Regions from separate parts of the Solanum lycopersicum genome. Here region 1 is linked to region 2. The links are chromatin contacts, called in public HiChIP or PLAC-seq maps. All regions are on one chromosome and are shown on one strand. Each heading gives the region's core, a stretch centred on a gene start, on an enhancer-like site or on the middle of the called end of the contact. The rest is flanking DNA. Distances are from core to core; before and after follow the strand shown. Region 1 has its middle 22 kb from the start of LOC101249204. Region 2 holds the start of LOC101268508 (zinc finger CCCH domain-containing protein 34).

Region 1 (2,700 bases), core at 165-2,664, 40 kb before region 2:
CATGAAAAATCATGATATTAGCAATACGCAATAGAGTGTGTAAGTTTAACAGAGTAAACAAAAAAAGATAAATGCATACAAAGTTTACTAAAAAAATAATGCAAACATATCATTATTTTTATACACTATGTCGAAACGATCCCTTAGTTTGTAACATCAACCCACCTCTAAGTAGGCGTTTGGTCATGCGATACCATAATACGATATGGTACCGTGAGATGGAATCAACGTTTGAACATGTGATTTTAGGCTGATTCCATCTCATGATTCCATATCATGAGATGTGATTCTATATTCTTCCAAAACCATGATATGAAATTACATGTAATTTCATATCATAATTTGAGATATTTTAATAAAGAAAATTGATCCACGAGTTTATATTTTATTAACACAATCCACATTTATATCTACTAATCATTTATTTCATATGTAAATAAAATTTATAATCACATTATTACTTTTTAAAATTTATTATTCTCACCAACATATAGTCACTTTAACTCACATCAACCGAGTGTTAGAGTGATGAAGTATTTATGGTCTATGAGCATGAAAATATAGTTGTAGATGATATTGACCAACAAATCACTCAAAGTAACAATATTGGTTCGTCTTCTCGGTCGCATGACTGAGAAATGCAAGTTCAACTTGAGGAAATTACCCATACTGTGTGGAAGGATTATATTAAAGACTAGTAAACTACAATTTATGTCCAACTTTTTAATAAATTAAAGTTAGATGAAACAATTACTTAAGTGGAAAACAAATAGCTTTGTAATAATTTATTATGCGATTTTATAAATTTTTGTTTATTTGATAAGACTGAATAAACAATTAGAGCTATTTTAATAGTTTTATAACTTATGAAATATTTATATGAGAAAATATACTACACAAAATTTCATATCGCATGTCCAAACAAAACATCAATTTCATTTCATAATTTCTTATTATAATATCATATTGCATGACGAAACGAGCCCTAAATGAAGGTGGAAATGTGTCTTTTAAGTAAAATGTCATATCATTAAACCGTACATAATTATTACTATTTGTTTGAATAAATTCTTCTGATAAAGATTTATAAAGGTCTTTTCATGGCCTATAGGACAGGAGGACTCCCTAATGAAATTTGAACTTAATCATTTAAAGAAAATGTGAAATAAATACAAATATTCATTCATCAAATCAATAAATACATAAATACTTATTATACAAACTATTATGAATATAATTAACAAAATATAATTTATTTTTGCGTTTTCGATCAAATATGTAAACTTGCCCGACCAAATCGTTTAAACCGACAGTTTGGTAATTAATCAAAAGTACAAAATAAGGTTATAAAAAGATTATTGGGCCTATGAGGTGAAGTTGGGCCTGGGCCCTAGTGGTAGATGTCTGTTGAATGGGAGCATTTATGAATTAATGTGGGCCCTTTACCAACAACACCGACAAAATAGGGATAATATTGTCGTCCATCAAAAAAATTGTCGACGTATGAAAAAAATAATTATTAATGCTCGTAACAATTTTGATCTTTTAAATTTTATCACAAACTAAAAAAAATGATTTCTTAAATATACACTTAATAATTTTAATTTTTTGACTCTGCCAAAATTTAATATTTTTAGTATTTAAAATTTTTTGTTAAACTTTGCATAGTAAAAGATAAATTATAAAGTAATGGTAAGTCCTAGAATATGCGATATAAAATACTACACTAGACACTAAATATAATTAGCAGAAATTTATTAGGGAAACTTACATAATAATATCATATCAAGAAAATATTTATCATTTATAATAGTAATATTTTTTTTCACTTAATCATTTTTAATATGTTTATGATACAACTTTAATTCATATTACAGAAAACAGTTTATTAAACACATATAATACAAGTTTAATACATATATATATTGCATGCATAATTCATTTTTAATACATGTTACAGATTGATTATAGTATTGTTATTTATTGCTATAAATGATAATAAATGAAAAGTATTACTAAAATTAGTAATTATTTATTAAAATGTAATCATTAAAGTAATTTTTTCAAATTATTATACCTAAGAAAAAATACACTCTACTTTAAAATGAATTAGAAATGACAAAAACTATAAATATTTTAACTACTAAAAACAAGTGAAATATTAACGGACGGAAATCAAGGGATAGTATTAGAGAGTCAATGGTTTTTTTAATAATTTATTTTAGGAAAACGATAGACGAAACTTGTCGGTTATTTTTGCGTAAATATTATGATTATTTTTAGAGATTTTAAATAAAAATGAGAATTCGCCAGTTTTTCCTATTTATTTATTTATTATGAAATAAAAATTTAAAAGTACAAATTATAATTGAACAGTATAAATAAAAATAATGGAAAAAAAATATTTTTATATCAAATTTTATGCGACACTAATATATTTTTATCTAGTTGATTGAGTTCCTCAATTTTTGTGTTTGAAAAATTATTTTCTAACGTTATGAAGTTGATCATTTTTCCTCAATTATCCCCCACTATTTCATATTTATTTATTTTTGGAATATATACCTTAAATTGTAAATTCTCACTATCTTTTTTTTTTTCACAATTTCCCTCAAAATTCTCAACATATAAAGTTCGATAAATATTTTTTCGGAGATTAAAGTGTTGATTTTTGCAAACTTAAATGGATCAAAACGGTTA
Region 2 (2,700 bases), core at 36-2,535:
TCTTAAAATCAAAAAAATCAATCAATTATAGTTTTGTTATGTGAGAAGGTTTGTCACATTTTATTATATTCTCACATGTATTTGAAGAGGAAGGACCCAAAAAAATTTAACTTTTGAATTGCTTATTAAGTACGAAACAATTATCGTATCTAAATTTGATGCAGTTTATTCTATCTTATGAAAAATTATAAAGTAATATAATATATGATTCAATACACACTTACAATATACATGTGCAAAATATAATGATAAAAAAAATAGTATAAATCTTTTCATTTGAAAATATTAAAATCATAAGAATTAATCAATCAATAAAACTAACAATTGAATACAATTTTTTTAAAAAAAAAATTGTTGTTAGTTTAAGTAGTATAGGGGAAAATGGGGAAAGAAAGAAAAAAAACGTCATGATTTGGGAAGATTTGAATTGTTCTATTATTATCTTCACTAGTGTTTGATTAGAGAGAACAAAAAAAAAAAGAAATTTAACTTAAACTACTTACTAAGTGCGAAACAAATTATATATGAATTTTTACAGATTTTACTATATCCTCATAGGTGTTTGAAGGACAAAAAAGTCATTTAACTTAAACTACTTATTAAGTGCATTATAACGGTAACTAAAATAAGATATTTACAGTTTTACACATTTAATATATATTTAACGCGTACTTAAACAAACAAACACAAAAAATAACAAACCCAAAACAAAATAATAAAATAACCTCAAATATTAAAAAATTATAAAATAGAATAAATAAAAATAGTTATATTAGTTTACCAAAAAATATAATAATATACAATTATATTTACAACCGTTACGATTTATTTTGTTCATAATAGGTTGCTTGTTTGTATAGAATATCTAACATGACTTTTTTTTTATACGTATAAAAATTTTCTTTGGAAAAAATTCTAATAATAGAAAAAAGACAATAAAATTGGAATCTTATTAATCCCAAAAATTGTTTGATAGAATATATTAAAAAAATACATACATTAATTTTGCGTATAATTAATATTTTTTTGCTACATTGTTTCAATCTAAGTATAACTAATGCATGCATGCATTATCATGATTAAAAACACAATTGTCCCTCCAAATCTTTTTCACCATATTTGTGAAGTTCTCTGAAATTATTTCTATTCTTAATACATTAAATCAAAAACATGTACAAGATATAACCTCGACACATATGACGTAAATATAACTGATATAAACTGTATTTATTATTATTCTTATATACTTTACCGAACAAGATACGCAATTGATTCCTAAAAGTTAGAACTAAAAATCATAATGACTTTTACAGTCATCTTCACCTATACCCCTTACCCTGCCATCCCCACCCCCCTCAGCCTTACCCCTAGGGAAAAAAAAATCACACAGAAAGAGAGAAAATAGAATAGATACAAAAGCTATTTGGTGAGAGAAAACCAAAAATCAAACTAAACACATAGAGTGACGAGTGTGAGATATAGAGAGAGAAACTACTTTAGGAAAAAGAACAAACCTTTACTTTACTTTTCTCTCTCTAAAAACCACCAACCCCCCCCCCCCCATACCAACCTCACAGTTGATCAAAACCATTTTCCATAGCTTCATTCACACATACACACACTACTTTCACAAACAGACACTCTTCTTCTTCACTTCTGTTCATACATATTTTATTTTATATATACGTATAGTCGTACATATATAGAGAGATACATCTATATAGGTTTGTGTACAGAGAGAGAGAGAGGAGGAGGAAAAATGGAGAGGTACAGTGGGACCCAAGCAATGGAGGGTGAACCGGTGGATCCGGTGTCTGAATGGGCTGTTCCAGGCGGAGAGACGGGGCTTGAAGGTGAGTTGTGGAAACTTGTTTGCTACATTTGAATTTCATGTGAATTTCGTTTGAATTTCACCCCCAATTGCTGCTATCAATTTTGGGTAATGTGGGTTTTTGTAACGATCCTTTTTTTTTTGTGTTGGTTTCCTTAATGCAGAACCTATGTGGCAGTTATCACTTGGTACTGGACCAGAACCCTACCCAGAAAGGCCTAACGAGCCTGATTGTATCTATTACTTGCGTACTGGCTTCTGTGGTTATGGTGTGAGGTGTCGGTTTAATCATCCACGAGACCGTACTTCGGTAAATGACTTTTTTTTGCAACTTTTATTTTGGGGGTATGAAAAAAGATTGAATTTTTAGGGTTTATTTTGCTTGATCACTGATTTTTATGTGCCCAATTTGGGTTGATCTTATGATTTGATGGGTTTTTCTCCAGTGGGTTTTGTTCAAGATGTGTAAAGTTTGATCCTTTATTTTTTGTTGGACATTTTTGAATCATGTTGTTAAAATCTTTCTAAGCATTGCTTTGAGTTGTATTTTGCACTAAGTAGTGGGTGGGTGTACTTAAAATCCTGCAGTCACCTCTGTTGATTCAAGAGATCTTTCTTTTGTTCAGATTTGGTGTTGTTGGTTTTTAGTTTAATATGTGGCCTAGACTGGGAATTTTAACATGCATTTGGTTGTGTTGGGTTTTATGAACTGAATGACAGGTTTTGGGAGCGATGAGAGCTACTGGAGGAGAATACCCAGAAAGAGTGGGTCAACCTGTTTGTCAGGTAGGTTTTCCTTACATGCTATGCTATCAGTTTCAGAATGTTGGGTGTTTTATTGACTGATCAAATTCGGAAGAATATGTGGT

What was found. HiChIP or PLAC-seq counts read pairs in DNA pulled down with a chosen protein or histone mark.
Region 1: an RNA polymerase II HiChIP or PLAC-seq map of leaf shows a contact between it and region 2, with 7 times the contacts expected there. The contact joins the enhancer-like site here to the promoter of LOC101268508 in region 2. A contact is called at or near these places in 6 of 8 Hi-C or Micro-C datasets (leaf and leaf mesophyll) and 1 of 1 datasets of contacts at active chromatin or transcription factors (leaf).

What each region holds. Positions count from the first base shown.
Region 1 is chr1:72,615,050-72,617,749 of SLM_r2.1, reverse strand. No RefSeq gene overlaps it. Among protein-coding and RNA genes, the nearest start is that of LOC101249204, 22 kb to the left of the region's middle. Within about 2 kb of position 1,414, at least 2 of the 2 cell types and tissues checked have open chromatin away from gene starts, as enhancers often do. A contact at or near this core is called in leaf, where this site is marked.
Region 2 is chr1:72,575,337-72,578,036 of SLM_r2.1, reverse strand. LOC101268508 (zinc finger CCCH domain-containing protein 34) reads left to right here and starts at 1,285. Exons shown (of 7, transcript XM_004229157.5): 1 at 1,285-1,853; 2 at 1,996-2,141; 3 at 2,552-2,617. The coding sequence starts at 1,760.